Linked DNA regions of Mus musculus: region 2 is linked to region 1. A link is a contact called in public Hi-C data. All regions are on one chromosome and are shown on one strand. Each heading gives the region's core, a stretch centred on a gene start, on an enhancer-like site or on the middle of the called end of the contact. The rest is flanking DNA. Distances are from core to core; before and after follow the strand shown.

Region 1 (5,733 bases), core at 404-2,903:
TAAATCTAGTACCACTGCAGTTCTTACAGGCAGGAGAAAAAAAATTTACTCCATTGCAGAAACAGGTAGCATGTTTGCCAGTCCAGAAGCACCAAGGTCAGAAAGCAAATACAGGAGCTAGGGGTGAGTGAGGCAACTCTCTGCAGGTGTCAGAGACTGTGGCCTACTGACCCCTGGCTCCAAACCCCTAGCCTTCTGTAATGCAGAACAGGACCACCTCTGTTGGGTGAAACCTGCCTGCAGGGACTAGAGTAGCCCTGGGGAGCTCACTGTGCTAGCCTTCCTCTGAGTTCCAATAAATGGGAAGTGTGTGTCAGTCATCTTGGTATCCTAGCAGCTGGTACAGTGCCTGACACTTCATGGTGGGTCTCAGAAAGTGCTGTGTGGAGTGAGCAGGTGAGAGAAATGAAGGACGAAGTATTTCTTTTTCTTTTTCTTTTTTTGAGAAAATATCTCCTTTTAATTTATTTTTTCCTTTATGTGCATTTATGTGCCTTGCTGTTTTTCCTGCATGTATGTCTGTGTAAGCGTGTTGGGTGCCCTGGAGTTGGAGTTGCAGACATTTGTGAGCTGCCCTATAAGTGCTGGGTATTGAACCCAGTCCTCTGGAAGAGCAGCCAGTACTCTTACCTACTGAGCCATCTTTCCAGCCCTGTACTTTCAAAAGGGTGCTAGGAAGTATCTTAGTGATACAGTACTTGCCTCTTCACCTGGAAAATCAAAACAGAAACAATACCCTAAGAGGTAGAACCAACTCTATGCTATTAAGACACTTGAGAAAACAGGACTCACACACACATTCACACATATACTCACATACAATACATGTATTCACACACACATATGTACACACTCACACAATACACACATTCACACATATATACACACATACACACACACACACACACACACACACACACACACACACACAGAAGTAGAAGGGGGGCTTTGCTGTGGGAGGAAGAGGACCACTGTGAAGAAGAAATATGAGGAAGAAGAGGGGTACTAGTGGGGTTATAAAAATACCAATACACAAGGATATCTGTATATAAAAATGTCAGATTGAAATCCATCATACACGTTAACAAAAATATTAATTTTAAAAACAAACTTAAAAAAAGAAAATATAGGCATTTGTAGAATGCATAGAGCTTTTAAAACATTGACTGAACATGAATGATGCTCAGAGAGGCTTGGCCCTCAGGGCTTCTCACTTATTTCCAGGGCTCTGCACAGGATCCAGCATGCTGCAGCTTTCTACTTTCTACAAGAAGGAAGGGAGAGAGGGAGGGAGGGAGGGCAGAGGGAGGGCAGGAGGGAGGGAAGCAGGGAGGAAGAGGGAACGGGATCATACTTTCCAGGCTCTTGGGTTGAGGCGAATACAGTAACTGAAGAACAGCCAAAACTGGAAAGTGGCCTCAGGACTTTCAGACCACGTCAATCATATCCAAACGCCCTTCACAATGGGACTTAAAAACTGTTTTCCTATCATGCGTTTCTTTTTCTTTCCCATCCAGACCCCTAAGGCATCCTGACCCTTTCTGCTATGTTAGAAATGCAGAGTTGAAAGGTCAGCCTTGTGTTTGGCTTCTGGGACACGTTTCCTGTCCATGTGCAGTGCACATTCCTGATCCCTGCCCTGTGGCCAAAAAGGGACATCAGCTGGATGCAGGGAAATTCAATTTGGCCGAACAGCCGGCAGCATGACAGCGATAGAGTCTGCCCTGACATTTGGAAGGCAGAGGATTTTCCCAGGGCTTGGCTGTGGATGGTTGCAGGCTGAAGTTAGGTCATTTGTATGTACGAAGAAAAACCCTAGAAGCAATGCCAGCTGGTTTCTGAATCCCTCTAGGTCACAGCGGGCTGCTTTTTCTGCCTTCCTGGGGTTATCGGTGTCAAACAGGAACACTCTGGTTTCTCTCCCTCTTCTCCAGCCATGACACCTGCTCTGCTACGTGGTGTGATCTTACTCATTCTTTCCTTCATTCACACTGTCTTGCCTAATTTAGGAAGTCTCCACTCCTATTCTTGCCTTTTCCACACTGAATTCACAGCTAGAGTGCAGCCCGCTGCTTGGAGTGCCAGGCAGCTCCTAACTGTGACAGTGACAGACAAGACAAGAAAAGCTGACCCCTTCTGAGGTAAAGAACACTGCTTTACATGGCAGAATGTGGGCCACATGTGACTGGACTACCCACTAATGTGGGAACTTTTCCCTACCAGTCACTCAGTGGAGTGGTTAGGCTGGCTTCCAGCCCCACCCTGCGGCCCTAGGGCATCCCACACTGAACTTAATCTGAAGGCTCTGGTGTTCACCTCTAGGAGACAGCGCTTCACAAGACAGGCCGCATCATCTGCATGTACCCTGCATCCCAGTTCCTAGGGCCTCAGGGATACGCAGTGGATTTTGTCCCTTCAGTGAAAGAAGGAGGGATCTAAGTGATAGACATTCAAGTCTTGCAATTACCTGAGTGATGCCACTCAGGTCCCATCACAGCTAAGGTGTGTGTGTGTTTGTGTGTGTGTGATACACAGAGACACACATGTGTGTGTTCATCTGTATGTAGGCCACAGGTTCATGATTCAGTCTTCCTCAATCTCTCTCCACCTTAATTTTTGAAGCAGGGTCTCTCACCAAACCTGGAACTCAATAAGTATAGACAGATTGGCTGTCTCTGCATCCTGAACACTGGGGTGACAGACATGTGCCACCACATTTGTCCTTCTCACCTAGCTTCAGGGGCTTAAACTCAGACCCTCACGCTTGCACAGCGCACACTTTACCAATGAAGACACCGGTGTACCCCGAAAGGACATGTTTTCCCGAAGTAAAAGATAAACACACAGTACCGTCCATTTTAAGTGGAATTTGACACACAAAGAAGCCAGCACTTGTATCATGCTCATCACATCTGCTCTGTCCCAGTCACTGTCTCCCTCTCATCTTTGAAATGGCAGCTTACTATGCTCTGAGTGGTATGTCAGTGAGCTCAGGGGACTAGAAGTAGCACTGCACCAGGAGTGGAAGGCATAGAGGGAGGAGCCACAGCACTGAGGGAAGTGTCCGGACCAGCAGAGGCTGTGGGAATGGGGGTCTTGGAAGCTACAACAGCAGCAATGGCAGCGGTAACAGTAAGAGAGGCAGGCGAAGATAGGCATGGGTGGTGGAGGAAACAATGACGAGTCACTAAGCATCACCACTGATTGCAAACAGCAGGCAGCGTGGAAGCGGGCTTGGCATTTATGGTGCACCAGGCACAGGGCGAGAGCTTGGCCTCTGCTCATTCACAAGAACACTTAGCAGAACTCTATGAATGGGATTCACAGACAAAAATCTTGAGGCTCAGAGAGGTCAGCAGATTGTCAAGGTCACCTGAGTTGTGCCCAGCAATGAGAACTGCAGCAGTCTGGCTAAGAGAATCACATCTTCTCAACAGCACCCATTCAGTAAGCAGTTAGTAGCACGGTCAAAGATGGGTTCGTCTAGTCAATCCCTCCTTCTATGCTGACAACACTTGGTAAGTCTACTCTCACTGAATAAGGGTTATATTTTAACCAAGTCTTCTTTTTTTCCCCCTTTTGCAACTAATTTTATCCAGAGGATTCAATTTTGGCCAACAAGATACATGCAGAAGCAGCGTATACCCTGCCTTTCTTCTTGGTGTGTCTGTTTGCCTCTGGTCTGACGGCCAGGGAAAAGAGGACTGGCATGGACAATGAGAGCCTTGGAAACGGAAAACCACACAGCACAGAAACAAGAGAAAGGACCTCACAGATTACTGCGGTGGCGCCTCTCTACTACCTGCGTCTAAACTTTTAGAAACGAATATGTACACTATCTGTATTTTTTCCGTGGGTGCGCATGTGTGTGCATGAGTGTTCCCATGTATGTGGGCATATGTATGAGCAGGTTCGTGTATGTGTGTGTGTGTGTGTGTGTGTGTGTGTGTGTGTTGGAGGGGGCGTGAATAATGTCAGGAAACCTTTCTCAAGCCTCATTCGAACTCACCAAGTGCTTACTTTGTCTTGGTAGTCAGCTTGGTCCAAGGATCCTGACTCCATCTTCCAAGGCTGGAATCACCGTCAGGCCGACATGCCCGCCTACCGTTCACTTGGGCTCTAGGATCTGAATGCCAGTCGTGATGCTTTCACAACAAGTGCTTTAACTGCTGAGTTTTCAAAGCCAAGGGCCCCTTGGGTTTTTATGTCATTCCTAGCAAAACCTAATTCCAACAATGCCACGAGTCCTTACAGCTACAGTACAATTCATATACCTTAAAAACATACCTGCAAAATTAATGCCACCTTGTATGGTACTCTTGGCTTTAAAAACAAAGCACAATAAAACATAACGGGATTTGGAAAAAAAAAAAACTCGTAATAGATGAACTATGAAAGCAGGGTGCCTAAAGCCTTGTTTCCTTGGAAACAGTCTCTCTCTTGTCACCTCATGTCTGGGTCACATCCCCTACTCACTTCTCCCATCCATTCAGTGTGTGCAGGTGTGTGTGTGTGTGTGTGTGTGTGTGTGTGTGTGTGTGTGTGTGTGTGTGAAGCATGTGCCTGAAGATGCCACAGCTTTATGCCCAGATATCTTCCTCAATTATTTCTGCATATTATGTTTAAGACAAGGTCCCTTAATGAACCTGGCTTAGAATTGTCTAGACTGGCTGGCGAGAAAGCTTCAAAGATCCACCAACAACAACTACCACCACCACCATCACCAACCAACAGCAACAATCGCCATCTCGCCACCCTCCAACCACCAAGCCCAAGTGTTACAGACTCATACTACTTTGGTCCTGCCCAGCTTTTAATGGGTGCTGAGAATCTGAAGTTGGGTTCTTCAGGCTTGCACAGCAAGCATTTTACTAACTGGGCCATCTCCCTAGCTCGCCATTTAAAATAATTTTGCTTAGCCAACCATCCTTAAGATTTGTTTTCTGCCTGAAAACGAAATTATTATTGCATTCTGTGTACCTACTGTATCCTCACACTTGATTGTGTAACTTTTCTAGCCTGTGCCAAAAAATCTGAAACATAAATGTTTATGCTGCCCCTTTCCTAGATAAGGGAGCAGAAGTAAGAGATAACGTCAATGGCTCAACTGAGATCATACAAACCTGAACCCGGGCCAGGAACCAGCCACTCCCTTCAGCACTAGCATGCACTCCTCAACACAGCACTGACTTCCAGGCAACACCAGCCACAGTGAACCAGCCTGTGCCAGTGAACCCTCGTGATTTTATGCATTTCTTGGGGCCCATCCTGAGCTGTAAGATTTATAATAGACTACTGAAGTTGAACTTTGAGGCCTCTCCTGATCCACCCCAATTCTAGGACTCAGTATTTCCAGCTGTCAAATTGGGTAAACCTTTTACAACAGGATGACATAGACTATATGGCAGGGCAGGGGAGGGGGACAGGCAGGGTAGGGGGAAGCAGGGGACCAGGGCCAGAGAAAATGACTTAAAATCCAGCTGGGAGAACTATTTACTAACACAGTCATTCCTACCCAGCAGGACATATGGGCGGACAGATTGCAACCATCTCCAAAGAAGTTCAACTGACTAGAGCAACACACACCACATTCCTGACCACTTTCTGATACAATCCTCCACTTCATGCTGCCCCCACCCTGGTCATTTCTTTAGGATTAAATTCAGCAGGTGATGAATCTGATAGAGACCGGTGTGAAGGGCTGAGATGTTGCTCAGTTGGCTGAGTACCTGC
Region 2 (6,223 bases), core at 1,580-4,079, 170 kb after region 1:
GATAATTGAATTTCTCCCATTTATATCTGTACCCCTTTTATTTCTTTCTCTTATCTCATTACAATAGTTAAATCTTGGAGCACTGTTTTGAGCAAGGTTGGAAAGCATGGCTATCCAGTCTCATTTCTGATTTTAGAGAAAATGTTTTCAGGTTTTTCCCACTATTAATGTTGACAATAAGATCATCATATGTAGGGTTTTATTATGGTGAGTTATATTCCTCTTGTTCCTAGTTTATTTAGGACTTTTAGCATGAAGAGATGTCAAACTTTGTCAAAGGCCTTTCTTGTATCTACTGACATGATCACGTGATTTCTGCCCTTGAATCTATTTATTTGATGTATTATATTTTTGATTTGCCTATATTAAACCATCCTCAAAACTTTTAAATAAGTCAACTGAATCATGGGAATCATGGTCCTTTTGATGTACCAATGAGTTCAGTTTGTCTATTTTATAGAAAATTTTTGTGTTAATATTCATCTGGGTGGCCACTTACAGTTTTGCTGTTGTATCTTTATCTGGCCCCAAAACATTCCTACCCTTTTTGTTTTATGGAGGATCTTGGTGTTAGTTATTCTCTGAATGTCCAGTAGAATTCAGTAATGAATCCATCTGGGCCTGGACAGATTTTGGTTGAAAATATTATTATTATTGTTGTTGTTGTTGTTGTTGTTACTGCTTCAATCTCATTGCTTATAACAAGTCTGTTTGAGTTGGTTTAATTTTGGCAGATGCTATATGTCTGGGAATTTATCTGTATTTTTTAGATGTTGCAAGTTATCCTGAGAATTTCATTGGCATCAGTTGCAAAGAATCCCCTTTCAAATCTAAGTTTACTAATTTGTGTCTTCTCACACTTTCCTTTGGTTTAGCTTAGGCATTGTCAATTATGTTTATTTTCTCAAAGCAACCTCTCTTTGTTTCATTTATTCTTGGTTTACTGTTCTTTTCACTTCTGTCTCATTAGTTTCTTCCCTGATCCTTATCATTTATTTCCACTTAGTGAGTGGGTTTAGCTTATTCTTGTTATTCTAAGAGCCTATGATAAGTGCATCATTAAACTATATCAGACAACTTAAAGTATTTATAGTCATAAACTTCCCACTTAAAATGGATTTCCTTGTAAGTTAGAGGTTTTAATAAGTTTTTTTCATTTCATTTGATTCTAGAAACTTAAAAAAAATTTTCCCTAGATTTATTCATTGATCCACACATCTGGCAAAAGTATATTTTTCAGTCTCCATGAGTTTTTATTTCTTTTTTTCCAGCATAATATTTTTATTGATTCTTTGGGAATTTTACACCATGTACCTTGATAACACACATTTTCCAGTCCTTCTGTGTCTGACTCCTGACCCCTGTGACCACCTCCCATGAACACTAAAATAGAAAAGGAAAAAAAAAAAACCTCAAGTGCAAATTGTGTTATCTATATATTTACCAGAGCATGGTCAAACTCTCAGTGGCCTGCTCCTTAAATAGAAGCAGTGTCTCTTACTTCTACTTGGTAGATCAACTTCCAACTTTTGACTCTTAGTCTGTGAGTATCTTTGCCCATGTGGTGTGTTTCATTGAGACAAGAGATAATTGGATCTTGCCTTTTAATCTAGCCAGTTAGTCTGTGGGTTTTTATTGGAGAGTTGAGGTTATTTACATTTAAGTTATTATTGATTGGTACTTGCCAATTACTATAATTTATTTTAGTTATATTTTGGTTATTTGTTTATTCTTTTCTATTTACCTTATTAGAATCAGAGATTTTTCTGGTTTACTGTATTGGGCATGGTTGACTCCTGCAAGCTTTCCTTTGTTCAACTATCCTCCCATGAGATTTTTCTTCTGTGTGCTGTTATGACTGAGATAGTCTTTCTCTTCTGTGCATAGTATTATTTTAAGTATCTTCTGCAGTATTGGCACAGCAGTCACATACTGTGTTAGTTTGTGTTTGTCACATAGTGACCTTATTTCTCAATTAATTTTGAAAGATAAAATTTTACATATAGAAATATTGATTGTTAGTTACTTAGTTTCAGGGGTTGAGATATATCATTCCATGTTTCTTGGTTTTTAGGTTTGCAGACAAGAGGCCTGATATATTTTGATGTGTTGCTTTTGTTAGTGAGTTAGTTGCTCTTTTTCTCTTACAGCTTTTAATATTATAACTTTGGTTTATGTTTTTGGTATATTGACTTCAAAAGATCAAATATTCTTCAGCTTATTGGAGGATCCACATGTGCTTGCGAGAACTTTAGACTTTTCAACTCCACAGTGTGAAAGACAGGTAGATGGCTGCAGAGGTTCATTCACCTACTGAGCTCAGGCTCTGGGCTGTCAAATTCCAATGTTGTTCTCAGTTAGAGAGGGAGGGCTACTTTTTTCTGTAATAGGACTCACTTCCTGAGCCCAACTCCCTGATGCTTGTATCTTCTCAGCTTGAAAAGGGTAGGGAAGGGAGAGGCAAGGTACAAGAGGCTGCTGTCCATGACTGCCTCCAAGGAGTCCCTCTTGGTGCTATGGCAAGTTAGACTCAAGCTTCCTGATTTATGATTGTTCCTGTCCTCAAGTGCTCTGGGTAGTGTATTTTTACACAGCAGGGTTGAAGATAGTGCACAGCTACCAAGTTGTACTGAGTGACAAAATGGAATTTTTGTGCCCTTGTGGTGACCTGTCTGTTAGAGGAATCACTGTCCCACTAAAGCCTGTAAGGAATTTGAAGCTTGAGAGGGTTGTGGGTTTTCCCCAAGGGAAGGACTGCTAATCTGTTTCCATCAGGGCCTGGAATGGGGTTTTTGCTTTTCTTCCGAAAGCCAGGAGCTGAGTTGTTGGAGCTCAGTTCAGCCTGGGCCACCTCCTGTTGATTTCGTTATCTTGTGTCCAACACTCTGCATCTGTTCTAGCACACTCTTGGTGGATTTCTGAAAGGTCTTCTCTTTCTGAGTCTTCAACATGTCTACTTTTCTGATTCAGAATCTTTACCGTGTCACACGGAGGCAACTAGAACTCTACCATCTTACCCAGATCTGCATTTTATCAAGATCCCAGGTGACTGGTGTGCACAAGTGAAAAATGCCAGAGCTCAAACTCTCTTAGGGCTGTTGATAAAATTATAAACACTAGAATGAGCTTGAGAATCAGCTGTCTTGCAGCATGTGGATCTGGCCACTCAGGGATGGTATCCCCCAGGGATAACAAAGAACTGCTGCATGTGGACAATTACTGAATTCAGGTCAGATTATTTACAGCTGACAAGTGCCCATTCTGTATCAGGAAGTCGAACACTTACAAAGTAAATATAATTCAGTCCTTTTCCTCTAGAAGTTGACAGGCACAGAAGTCAACAGTGTCGGGATACTGACATAAGTGCCATGACAAATGATGGGTAGCCTGAAGGGGCACTGGTCTTAAATGCCAGCCCTGGAGTGGTATAGTCTTGGGCAAGTAAAAAATTTTGTGCTTGGTAAATGAGATTGCACTGCCTGGTATTCAGGGCCGCTTGCAGACAAGTGAATGAGTGTATGCACATTTCTGGTGATGCCGTAGTGGGGTTAGAGAAGGACTGAGATGGAGAACACTATAGTGCTTTCTGATTGGATACTCAGACTCATGCATTTCTTTATAATTGCTTTAGGCAGGCAGACAAGGGGAAAGTCGATATGGCCAGAATTAGACAGAAACCTCTTGGCAGCAGTGGCAGCTGAAGTTGGAATTAAATGGAACTATTAAAGAATTTGAACCTAGAGGTCTGGGGCGAGCAGAAGATACAAAATCCTTTGTAAACCAACCTCTGTGCTTGGACTTTGTAATAAGAGAGAGATGATCTGTCAGTGTTAATTTGGATCAATGAGACTAGAATCCCAACTCTTTCTGACTTTGGTTTTGGGGTGGTCTGTAACCCTGTTGGGGAGGTGTCTGGAATGTGTGGAGCAGTTCCTTTCAATGATGGGTGGTGGGTGCTAGACCACCCAGGGGTTTCTCTGAAAAGCAGTCAAGGAGAAATGAGCAGGAGCAAGCAGGGTCACTGCTGACAGACCCTGATTCTAGAATCTTCCTTGGAGGGTGCTCAGGTTTGAAAGGAGTGGGGGATGTAGCATGGGGTGGGGGGGATGTCCATACACTTCCTCCATGCCTTTGTTTTTCTTTGTTGTAATCCCTTGGGAACAACTGCTTACTAGAAAGAAAAATCGAGTAACACCTGATTAGAAAGGACTGCCTCCAAATGGTAAGGCACGGATTACACTTTTGAGTTAATTTTTCAGTTTGTACACAGTCTAACTTGGGACCAGCCATGACTGCATTTAATGGTGCCGTTTCCATCTTCTGACTTATTACCTCCCCCTCTCCTGTCTTCTCTTTCTGCTGTCATTTTTTCTCTCCTTTTTACTTGAGGAGGTTTTTTTTTCTCCACCTTTTATGGTTTTAAGGTGGAAGAGCTACAAAAAGAGGCAAACTATATATAACTGAAGGGAGAGAAGGAGAGAGGCAAGGAGGGATAAGACGGGAAATACACACTTATAGGAGCTCCCTCTCACCTTACTGTCTTGAGATATTTTATGCTGAAAATATGTTCCGTTTCCTATTGAGTTACCCAAGATCCCCCAGGAAACAAGGAGCGGAACTATATATCTGCAAGAAGCAGAAGGAGCACACTTCCTGCTTCAGATTATGGTCCTTCATTAGGTGATTGACCAAACTGCAATCATATTGTACTACTATGCAGCTACTTCTATAAAGAATGCCATTACACATCACAAACACTTCCCTGTACCATTAGCTCCATTTCCCCCTATGTTTATTGAAGTGCAGTTTCTTTTAAGCTGGCAATTGGTGGTATGTAGTCTCATGTGACCACAACCTATACCACATATGAAACACATGAAACACTTCTGTTACTCTGATGTATTTTCTGTTCAAATCACCCCCTGTCTCCATCTCGTTTTGAGGGGGGAGGGGCTTCTCCCACTGAATCTTGCATCTTTATCCACTTCATTTAAATGTGCGTGTGCAATGCACATTTTTTGGTGATCTTTAGTTTTCTTTTGCACTGCTATTGATAATCATCTTATTGATTTATATAGACTCTACTTTTTACCTAGAGTTCATTTTCAGGGTAAGGTCTCCACATATTAAATGACTAATTAAGTAATCTTGAGTCAGAGTCTGATGTATCCCAGTCTAGCCTCTAACTCTCTAAGTAGAGAATGACCTTGAACTGATCCTTAGAGGTGGGCAAAACACCCAGTTTATTTGGTGCTGAGGATAGAACCCAGAGCACTCTACTAACAGAGCTATATCCTCAGCCCTCTATATGTCTATATTTTTTCTTATATACTATGGCAAGCTTTAGTTTATGAGTTAAAAATAATAGAGCTTGCCATTTTGGACAGGAGGGATGATGGAGGACACAATGTAGGTAGGGGAGCCCCCCTCCCCATTTCAGGTTTCAGATCTGCCAGGACCCACTACTGGAGGGTTTATAACTTAGAATAGTTTACAAATTAGGATGCTAGTTACTGTGCTTAGTGGTTGTGTAATCTGTTGATTCTAAACTAAGATTGTGCAGTGTTTTTATTCACACAGTGGCTCAGCTGGGTTCCAGAGAAAAGTACACTGACAGGGCACCCTAGCCAGCCACAGGAATTTGGAAGTGTGAGGAGTGCATGGTAGTGGCCCACCCTGGGAACTTAGCAAGCTGGGTGGAGAGCTTTTGGAAGTCTGAGTCAGAGAGTCTGCCAGGCTGAGAACAGTTGGCCTGTCCACCAGTGCCCTGCCAGCAGGGGCATGGATTGCTTTCTAAATATTTCACTCAACAGGTGGCACTCAAGGTGAGGTGCTAGAATCCACTAGAAATTTAAGATTCTTAGCCTATGAGATAGAAATTTAGTCTGGGGACCAGTGCAGACAGTTAATGCTATTTATTATTTTGTTGTTGAGACATATCTGTTCCTAGCAGCTCCCCTTTTGTGGATTCTAAGAAGAAATTGACCATCTCTACCTCCAGGTAGGATACTACATTGTGAATGTGTAGCCACTGGGCAAAAATTACCTATTTTTATCTCCAGACAAAATACTGTCCAGAAAGAGGACCCACTATGCAGAAGAGTTGACTTATAATCTCTGCCAAGACAATGTAATTAGTTCTTCACTATTCTGTGTTACAAAGGTCTGTCAGATGACCCTGGGCCAGAAGGCTGAAGACTGATGCTCCAACTTCCTGACATAC

The links. A called contact is a pair of places that touch in the nucleus more often than the background predicts.
Region 2: a Hi-C map of the N1E-115 cell line shows a contact between it and region 1, with 3 times the contacts expected there. The contact joins two enhancer-like sites. A contact is called at or near these places in 1 of 15 datasets of contacts at CTCF or cohesin (the NIH/3T3 cell line), 2 of 484 Hi-C or Micro-C datasets (the N1E-115 cell line and myocytes), 1 of 115 datasets of contacts at active chromatin or transcription factors (pancreatic cancer cells) and 3 of 9 other capture datasets (adipose tissue, liver and pancreatic islet).

What each region holds. Positions count from the first base shown.
Region 1 is chr15:64,343,623-64,349,355 of GRCm38.p6, forward strand. All of the region lies in intron 2 of Asap1 (ArfGAP with SH3 domain, ankyrin repeat and PH domain1), which reads right to left. Among named protein-coding and RNA genes, the nearest start is that of 1700010G06Rik, 32 kb to the left of the region's middle. Within about 2 kb of position 1,654, at least 68 of the 459 cell types and tissues checked have an H3K27ac peak or open chromatin away from gene starts, as enhancers often do. A contact at or near this core is called in the N1E-115 cell line, where this site is marked.
Region 2 is chr15:64,508,177-64,514,399 of GRCm38.p6, forward strand. No RefSeq gene overlaps it. Among named protein-coding and RNA genes, the nearest start is that of Gm46509, 7.7 kb to the left of the region's middle. Within about 2 kb of position 2,830, at least 20 of the 459 cell types and tissues checked have an H3K27ac peak or open chromatin away from gene starts, as enhancers often do. A contact at or near this core is called in the N1E-115 cell line, where this site is marked.